2 separate regions of the Mus musculus genome follow, and region 1 is linked to region 2. The links are chromatin contacts, called in public promoter capture Hi-C maps. All regions are on one chromosome and are shown on one strand. The core of a region is the stretch at or near the end of the contact, and the rest is flanking DNA. Distances in the headings are between cores, read along the strand shown.

Region 1 (4,882 bases), core at 1,605-4,104, 370 kb after region 2:
TTCTTTTATGGAAGCCAAAGTACTTGCTTGCCCAGTGTTACCCTATTGAGTCAGTTCCGTACTCCACCTATCTCACGGTTCTATGTGCGGCTTCTCTGGGGAAAGGTAAGACAGAGATACAAAGAATGATGGTGTACCTAGTTGCCCATTCTCCTTTCTTTCCTTCCCTCCCTTTCTCTTCCCTCCCTCTCCCCTTTTCCTTTCTTCCTTTCTCCTCTCCTCTCTTCTTCAATTTTTTCATTCCCTTGTCCTTGAGGCAGAGTCTCTTGATCTCATGGAGTTTAGGCTGACCTTGAACTCTGACCTCCTACTTTCACCTCTGTAGTGCTGGGATTGCCTGCACTACATCTGCTGGGATTGCCTGCACTACATCTGGTTTACCTGACACTGGGGATGAAAACCAGTGTTTTGTGCATATTTGGCAAAGACTTTAACATTTGAGTTATACCTCCAGTCCTAAACAGGAGCATCTTTCACACTGGTCCAAATTTGGAGCAATAGTCTGTCTCTACCTTGCTTCCTCTGAGTCATTTTGAGGAGGGATGATAAGGGATGGGATATGGTAGCAGGTCTCATTCTGTAGCACAGGCTGTCTCTGAAATTCTGGCAATTCATCTACCAACCCTCCTGAGTGTTGGAATTATCTACAGGCATAAACTGCCAAGCCTGGCCTCAGAGCTTGATTCTCTACCCTTTACTTAGATTTCATGAACTGCCTAACATCTTTGCAATCATGTTTTATTCCCATCCAGACAGGGTCTCATGTAGCTCAGGCTGGCTTCAAACTAATTAAAATGTCTTTGAAGTCTGAGTTCTTCTGCATCGACCTACCAAATGCTAAGATTCCATAAAAAAAAATGGACTACCACATCAGCCTTTAGAAAATTCTTGTTTCTTCAGATAATTTAATTACATTTATTTTGTGTGTGTGTGTGTGCAAGAGGAGAAGGCATACATGTCTCAGAGCATAAATGTAAAGGTCAAAGGTCAAATTCTCTACTTCTACCATATAGGTCCCAGGGAATGAACTCAGGTTGTCAGGCTTGGAGGCAAGCATCATACTCAATGAGCCATCTTGCCAACCTGAAACTGGCCTTGCTATACTGCCTAACTTATTTGCAATTACTATGTGTATATGTGTATCTGAATATATATATATGTGTACCATGTGTGTGCAGGAGTCTGTAGAGACCAGAAAAAGGGTGTTAGATCTCCTGGAACTGGAGTTACAGATGTTGTGTATAATGAGTACACACTCTGGGTCCTCTTCAAGAGTAGTAAGTGCTCTTGACTGCTGAGCCATCTTTCTGGCTCCCAGTTATCTAATTTAAAGAACACAAGCCAACTGCTCTTACTACGTTCACAGAATTGGGCAGCTTTTGCCACAATCAACATCTGGATATTTTAATCATCCAAGAAGGAAAACTTAAAACTGTTAGCACTAATTTCTTATTTCTCTCTTCCCTTAACCTTCTTCACCCATCCTGGCCCATGGCAACTCTTATAAAGGAAAACATTTAATTGGGGCTGGCTTACAGGTTCAGAGGATTAGTCCATTATCTTCATGGTGGGAAACATGGCAGAGTGCAGGCAGGCATAGTGCTGGAGAAAGAGCTGAGAGGTACTCTCAAGAGTACCTCTTGAGCTGAAGACAGAAGAAGAGATTGTGTGCCACACTGGGCACAAGATATAAAAGGCCACCCCCACAGGGACACTCTTCCTCCAACCAGATCATGCCTACTCCAACAAAGCCACAACTCCTAATAGTGCCTCTCTCTAAGCTTGGCCAAGAATTCAAACACGTGAGCTTAAGGGGGCCATACCTATTCCAACCACCACACAGACCTACTCTGGAAACGTAGCTGAGAACATCCTGATCCATGGGCAGCAGACAAAGAGAGAATCGCTGGGCAGGTGTGGGCCTTTGAAGCTCCAAAGCCCCTCCCACATCACACCTCAGTAACAAGACAACACATCCTAGTCCTTTCCAAACAGTTCTAACTGGGCACCAAGCAGTCAAACCTATAAGCCTGTGGGGGCTATTCTCACTTCTCACTAGAATTACCACAGTGGGAAAGTATGTTTGGCATTTAGATCCACATGGCTAGTAGAGAACTCTCACCAGTTGTATTTTTACCTCCACAAGTGTGGCATACACACACACACACACACACACACACACACAAACACACAAACTAAATACACCTAAATCTTAAAAAATAGAGCCAGGTAAAATAGTGGCTGGACAGAGGCTGGAAGATCTCTGTGTATGAGGACAGTCTGTTCTACATAGTGAATTTTTAGACCATCAGAGCTATATAATGAGACCTTACATAAAAATATTAAAATGAAAAAAGAAAGAAAGAAAGAAAAATGCTTTTTCTTTGCACCAGGAGCTGAATTAGGAAGCTTTATTTTTGCATCCATCATTTCTGAGCACAGGGCACAGCTGATTGAGGAGCAAGGGAAAAAAGAAATGTCAGGAATTAAGCCGGATATGAAGAATTTAGCCCTCCCTAGGATACTGGATGGGGGTTAAATGTTCTTAGATAAAGTTCACTGAAGATGACTAATTACTTCCATATCAGATCTTTCAGCCGGCCTACCACAATGTTTCCCCCCAGGTACCAGCAATTTAGTTGCTTGACTGAAAGCTGTCTAGACGTTTCCCCTTTGCCTAAATTCTATCAGGAGGTTCCTGGGAGCAGAACGGGCGACTACCCCAGGGAGGACAGTGACAAATCTGGATCCGAATCATGAGCTTAGTTACCAAGTTAAGCATCTAGCAGGTCTGTGGGTGACACCGCTGCTGTGTCTGAAGGCTCACTGGAGTAGATAGCCACTCCCTGGGGGCATCATGTGAGCTGCTAATCAAGCATCTGCTTCCTCAGCCATTATTCTAACTGTGGTGAGTGCTTTAAATACCCTGCGGCTGCTAAGAGAGCCAGGGATCGATCGAGCCACTGACACCTGGGACAGACGTCAAATCTGACAGGCTCCCCAAGGTACTTTGTTTCTACTGTTGGGACCACAATTATCATTGTGACTGCCATGCCAACAGCATCTCTGATTTGAGTAACTTTCCTTAAGCCTTGACAGCTTTAGAGAGCCCTTAGATGATCTTGCCAGTAACTGCTCCAGATAACTTTATCAGTGACCACTCCTGTCCGTCCCTTCACAGCTGTGTTACTCTGGTTGGGAAGGAACAGTACCAACCGGTGACAGCTAGTGTGTAGTCTCGACTGGCTATAAGCAGGGTTTCTCTCACTATTCACAGAGAAGGCTGGGAGACTTCCCTGGCTGTGGTTTGAATGAAAAAAACAAAACAAAACAAAAACAAACGCTCCCTGCCACATAGCCTCATGTAGTTGAACATTTGAACATTTACCCCCAATTGGTGGTACTCTTTGAAAAGGTTATGGAACCTTCAGGAAGTAGAACATTGCTGGAGGAAGTATATCACCATGGATGGGCTTTGAGGGTTTATAGCCTCATCCCACTTCCTGATCTCTCTCTGTCTCTGTCTCTCTAGCTCTCTGTCTCTGTCTGTCTCTGTTTCTCTGTCTGTCTCCCTCTGTCACTCTCTCACTTTCTCTCTGTCTCTGTCTCTTCCTCTCTCTCAGTGACTGCCTGTTTCTGTCTCAGTCTGTATGTCTGTCTGCCTCCTGTGTGCAGATGAAAATGTGACTAGCTCACTTTCTACTCTTGCTACCCTATCTAGCCTTACATGTTTCCATTGTTTTCCTGATATGAGGGACTTGATTCCTCAGGAATCCTAAGTCAAAATAAACCCCTTTCTTCCTTAATTTGCTTTTGTCAGGGCATTTTATAACAACAACTAACTAACTAGCACACCCCTTTTCTGCATTCCGTCATTCATGTTCATATAGTGTGGGCCACAGTAAAACCTGTTAATGATTGCATTGCTTAGTTATTGTCTCTATAGTTCGTAAAGTGAGTTGGGTTAGTAACACAAAGAGCACAAGACATCTATGGATGCCAGACCCTGGCACACTCAGCAGGCTTGCAGAAGTCAGAGAAGCACTCAGCAGGCTTGCAGAAGTCAGAGAAGGCATAGCTATAAGCCCCTACTACTGAGCATTCAGAGAGCCTCAGAGAGTTCCTTTCTCCAGCCGCCGAGTGCTGCTGAGAGGTGTCCTGATTAAGGACATCAGAGGGACCCGATGCTAAAAGAGCTGCTTCATGACTTCCATCTCAGTTGAACAAAATGACCCTTAGCCAAGTGAAATAATGAGAGTTCACTGGGAAGGCCAGATGCACCCTCCTCTACTGTCACCCATCTTGGTGTCCTCATTTCTGTTTTAAAAACCCACTGAGTCCCATTGGTGCCATCCCTATACTCTTGGCTATGTGGCTATCTACTGATGTGAAGTCAGCCTACAGGGGACCACACCCTTGAAGAACATTGACTCTCCTTCTCTCAGCAGCTATCAATTGTCAATAGATCCTTGGCTGGGGCTGGGATTTTTGTGCTCACCTTCCTGCCCCATGCTGGGATCTTATCCGACTTGAGTTTGTACCGGTCTTGTGCATGCTGTAACAAGCACTGAGTTCATACGTGCATCTGTCCTGTTGATTTGGAAAACACTGTTTCCTTGTGGTCATCCACCTCATCTGGCTCTTAAAATCTTTCTGCCCCATCTTAGGGCTGAGCACGCCATAGTCTCTTCTTCTCTGAACTTTGACAAGTTGTGGGTCTCCATGACCCCATCTTCTAGAGAAAGAAGCTTCTCTGAGGGTTGAGAGATGCACTAATCTATGGATATAATGATAAGTCATAATATAATATAATATAATATAATATAATATAATATAATATATCTGTTTAATACTATATCCATTTAGCAGACTAATAGTAGTA
Region 2 (4,850 bases), core at 1,851-4,350:
TCCATTGCCACATGCTTGTCTAGCACACATGGAGGCCTGGTTCAACCCCCAGGATCATATCAACTGGTCATGGATACACACACCTGTGACCCCAACACTGAGAAGGTTGAGGGGGGGGGGAACCACATCTAATACTATCCCAGCTCTGGGATCATGAGCTGTGGGAGGCATGAGAGTGGGAGGACTAGCTCTGCCACTTGTGGACTGTGTCATTGACTGGGCCAGTCTGAGGAGTGTCAGAGAGCTTACCCTGATGGTGTGGGTGCAAGAGAACTGACAGGCAGGCCAAATCAGCCACTACCCAGGCCTCAGATACATGTATCCTCAGATACATATTGAGTTTGAGGCCAGCCTGGGCTACAATGGGCTCAAACAACAGGATAATAACAACAAAACCCAAACCTAAACAAAAAGTCTAGCACAGCTAGAACACAGTGAACACAGACAGCTTTCTGAGGTATTTTGTCGAACACTTACCCTGTGCTATGGTCTTCAGTGACCAAGCTGTATACATCATTTCTTCCCCAAACCCATGACAAGTGTGTGTCTTTATCTAGATGAGGAACCTGAAGCCCAACATTTTCAGATATTTGCCCAACACCACTTATCATAGCCAAGGTGTAGAATCAGCTTAGGCGCCTGAAGATGGTTGAATGAATAAGGAAAATATATAATGGAGTACTATTCGGTCATGAAGAAGAGATGGTATCATGCCATTTGTGGGGAAATGAGTGGAACTAGAGATGATTATACTAGGTAAACATGTTTTTACATTTACATGTGTGTGTGCATGTGCTTTTGTGTGTGTGTGTGTGTGTGTGTGTGTGTGTGAGTGAGAGAGAGAGAGAGAGACGGTGTAGGTGTGAAGGTCAGAAAACAACATGTGGAGTCAGTTCTCCTCTCCCACCATGTAGGCTCTGGGGATTGATATCAATTGCTGGGTGGCAAGGCCTTTATTCACCGCACCATCTTGCTGGCCCATATTAAGTAAGAAGAGATTTGTCGAAGTCGATTGCTGGTTAGTGGATGTAATGTTAGTTTCAAAGCCTGCAAAACAGAGGGCAGATTGGAAGCCAATTCCTTGTCTCTCTCCTTCTTCCGTTCTGTAATTCCCAGCTCATCCACCCACTCACTATCATTTCTTACCTGGCAAACCCCAATCTACCACAGGGCTTTTGCTCCAAGTGACACCTATTCAAAGAGGCCTGGCTGATCACCGATTTAAAACGACAATCCTCATCTCTTCATCTTTGATGTGTGTGTGAACATGTGTGTATGTGTGTGCAAGCACGTGCATACACACTTGCTTGTATGCATACTTGTGTATAAAGGGAGGTGCCATTTGTCACGGTGTGTATATGGTAGTCAGAGGACAACCTCAGGTATCAGTCCTTACCTCCCATCTTGTTTGAGGCAGGGTCTCTTTTGCTGCTCGCCAGGGTAGCTGACCTATGAGTCTCAGGGAATTCTCTTCTCTCTGTCTCCCATTTTACTGCAGGAACATTGCCATTCTAGAATCACATTATCACACCCAACTTTATACGGGACCTGGGGATTTAAGCTGAGGTCCTCATGTTTGCGCAGCTAGCTTATACTTTACCTCCTGAACCATCTCCCCTTAAATTCCATTATTTGTTCACGGTTTACTTTGTGCCTTCCCTCCTTAGAATGTGAACTTTGGCATGGCCAGGACTGGGCGCTTAGATCACTGCTGACTGGTTTGCCATGGGGGTTTTGAAAGGAGACCCTGGCCACTGCAGACATCCTGTGAGAAGAAGGGGTATGAGTCACCCTGAATGGTGTGATTAGGAGCACAGGATGATGGCAGGGAGGAGGGGACCTGGGGTCTCAGGGAAGACCACATACCCAGCAATAAGGGCCTCACACTTATGCTACAAACAGGGATAGGCCATCCATACTGTTTTTTGGTTTTTTGGCTCCTGCTAATGTTCTTACCATGTCACAATGTTTCTTTCTGAGCTATTGTGTATGTACAAGAGTTTGAAGGAAGGTATAGATGATCATGAACCACATGGCTGGAGAAACAACCCAGGCTCAGAGTGTGAAGCCAACACAGGAGGACTCAGGAACCCAACCCGAGACACAATCACAAAGGGTCTGGCTGAGCCGAGGCCCCTTCGTTATGTATAGGGAGAAAAGTTGTCTGAGAAAGTTATTGGTTGTGACCTCAGGAGCCTGATTTCAGGGTCTGAGGGAGGAGGGCTGGAGTTCAGAGCCTCTTATGAGTCTGAGAGAGGCAGGCTTCTGGATATGAAAAAGGGGGCTGGGGGCAAACTCCTGGGTCTGAGAGAGGAGGGTTGTGGGCTGGACTCCTGGGTCTGAGAGAGGAGGGTTGTGGGCTGGACTCCTGGGTCTGAGAGAGGAGGAATGGATTGTGGACTCTGAGGGAGGAGGGCTGAGGTCTGGACTCTCAGGTCTGAGGGAGGAGGGCTGGGGCTGGACTTCTGAGTCTGAGGGAGGAGGTCTGAACCTTTCTTCTCTTTGAAGAGAGAACAAGGAGGAGTCCCACCCACTGTCCACCCTACTCTCCGGTCCTTCTGCTGCTACTTCTGGTTGTGTGCAGTACAGGTAACCCTGAAACCTGACTCTCCACCCTCATTCCAGAGCAGAGGTTTTTCCTCCTTTCTTGGCAGCAGAGGAAAACCCCTCCCTCCCTCCCTCTCTCTTAACTGTAGCTTTGGCTCCCAAAGTCAAGCGAGGCTCCCACCTGTGGCTATCCTGACTCAGCCTCACAGGGTGGACGAAACTCACCTGAGGACTCTCTCCCTGAAGAAGTCTTTCCAGCCCCATGCCTGCTCATTCAGCCATGCTGGGCCTCCAGCGAAGCTGATAATTCCCCACCCTGTGTCCGCCCTGGCTCGCTGTAGTTCAGGAGGTGGAATTTTCCTCTTTTGCATTGAGAGTCCTTCTGAAGTATCAAATGTAGGGCCTTGATGTACTGACCCTTGTCACCTTTCTTATCTCTACCCTCCCGACTCCGAACTCATACCCCTCCAACGAGGAAATCCTTCCAGGGGAGAAAAATCAAGCTCACAGTTAAGGGGGACTGTGGCTGGTTATCAGGGAGGGTGGGTGTGGGAAGCCGCCCCCACATTCGCCGTCACAAGATGGCGCTGACATCCTGTGTTCTAAGTTGGTAAACAAATAATCTGCGCATGAGCCAAGGGTATTTACGACTACTTGTACTCTGTTTTTCCCGTGAACGTCAGCTCGGCCATGGGCTGCAGCCAATCAGGGAGTGATGCGTCCGAGGCAATTGTTGTTCTCTTTAAAGAGGAAAGGGGTTTCGTTTTCTCTCTCTCTTGCTTCGCTCTCTCTTGCTTCTTACGCTCTGGCCCCATAAGATGTAAGCAATAAAGCTTTGCCGTAGAAGATTCTGGTTGTTGTGTTCTTCCTGGCCGGTCGTGAGAACGCGTCGAATAACAATTGGTGCCGAATTCCGGGACGAGAAAATCCGGGACGAGAAAAAACTCCGGACTGGCGCAGGAGGGATACTTCATTCCAGAACCAGAACTGCGAATCAAGGTTATAAGGTTCCCGTAACACAGACTGTTGAGAAGGATTCAACTGCCGAATTCAGAACTCATCAGCTGGGGAACGACGGTGATAAAGGTTCCCGTAAAGCAGACTGTTAAGAAGGATTCAACTGTATGAATTCAGAACTTTTCAGCTGGGGAACGAGGTAAGTCTGATCTTGAACTTTCTAAGGAAATTCAAGACAGTCTATCAGAAGTAAAGTGGAAAATGGCTTTACAAGTTAGGTTTGGCCTTGAATTTTTTCTGGTGTTAGGAGCCCTTTTGTTCCTTTTCACATGTTATATAGTGCTTAAGATAGGGCTGAAAATTCTAGAGGAAATTCAGGACAGTCTATCAGAAGTAAAGCGGGGAGAGAGAGTAGGAGCAAGGAGAAACGGTAAGTATACAGGCCTTTCCAAGGGTCTTGAACCCGAGGAAAAGTTAAGGTCAGGTAGGAATACCTGGGGAGAGATTAGAAGGAAGAAAAAGAAAAAAGAAAAGAAAAAAGATCAATTAGCGGAGGTCTCTAGGAGATACTCGTCACTAGATGAGCTCAGGAAGCCAGCTCTTAGTAACTCTGAAGCAAGTGAAGAATCCTCCTCTGAGGAAACAGACTGGGAGAAAAAAGCGGCTCATTATGAAAGAAAAGGATACCAGCCGCCAAGTAAAGTGCTAACTAGTCATTTAAGGAAAAAGCCAAAAGCGGCTGGCGAAGGCCAGTTTGCTAATTGGCCTCAGGGCAATCGGCTACCAGGTGCACTCCCGCCCTATGCGGAGTCCCCGCCCTGCGTAGTGCGTCAGCCCGTAGTGCGTCAGCAATGCGCAGAGAGGCAGTGCGCAGACTCATTCATTCCCCGAGAGGAACAAAGAAAAATACAACAGGCATTTCCAGTCTTTGAAGGAGCCGAGGGTGGGCGTGTCCACGCTCCGGTAGAATATGTGCAGATTAAATATGGAATCAATGCTAATTTTGCCTTGGTGCAGTTGGACAGGCTTGCCGGCGTGGCACTGACTCCTGCCGACTGGCAAATGATTGCAAAAGCCGCTCTCCCTAGTATGGCCAAATATGTGGAATGGCGAGCTCTGTGGCAGGAGGCGGCACAGGCGCAGGCCCGAGCAAACGCTGCTGCTTTAACTCCAGAGCAGAGAGATTGGACTTTTGACTTGTTAACGGGTCAGAGAGCTTATTCTGCTAAACCTGATAAGAGGTATCAATGGAAGGTCTTACCACAGGGAATGTCCAATAGTCCTACTATGTGTCAACTTTATGTACAAGAAGCTCTTTTGCCAGTGAGGGAACAATTCCCCTCTTT

What was found. Promoter capture Hi-C pulls out the DNA fragments that hold promoters and counts their contacts.
Region 1: a contact with region 2 is called in a promoter capture Hi-C map of hematopoietic stem and progenitor cells. The contact joins the enhancer-like site here to the promoter of Eps8l1 in region 2. A contact is called at or near these places in 19 of 39 promoter capture datasets (the 3T3-L1 cell line, 3T3-L1-derived adipocytes, the C10 cell line and 13 more), 1 of 15 datasets of contacts at CTCF or cohesin (embryonic stem cells), 6 of 484 Hi-C or Micro-C datasets (Sertoli cells, cerebellum, cortical neurons and 3 more), 11 of 115 datasets of contacts at active chromatin or transcription factors (bone marrow-derived macrophages, craniofacial prominence, embryonic fibroblasts and 6 more) and 4 of 9 other capture datasets (adipose tissue, embryonic stem cells, liver and 1 more).

The regions. Positions count from the first base shown.
Region 1 is chr7:4,089,368-4,094,249 of GRCm38.p6, reverse strand. The region is part of intron 6 of 9430041J12Rik (RIKEN cDNA 9430041J12 gene); the gene reads left to right. Among named protein-coding and RNA genes, the nearest start is that of Gm23741, 10 kb to the left of the region's middle. Within about 2 kb of position 2,854, at least 40 of the 459 cell types and tissues checked have an H3K27ac peak or open chromatin away from gene starts, as enhancers often do. A contact at or near this core is called in the HPC-7 cell line and hematopoietic stem and progenitor cells, where this site is marked.
Region 2 is chr7:4,458,947-4,463,796 of GRCm38.p6, reverse strand. Eps8l1 (EPS8-like 1) reads right to left here and starts at 3,100. Exons shown (of 20, transcript NM_001374622.1): 1 at 2,773-3,100. The coding sequence starts at 2,918. It also overlaps a transcript of Rdh13 not described here.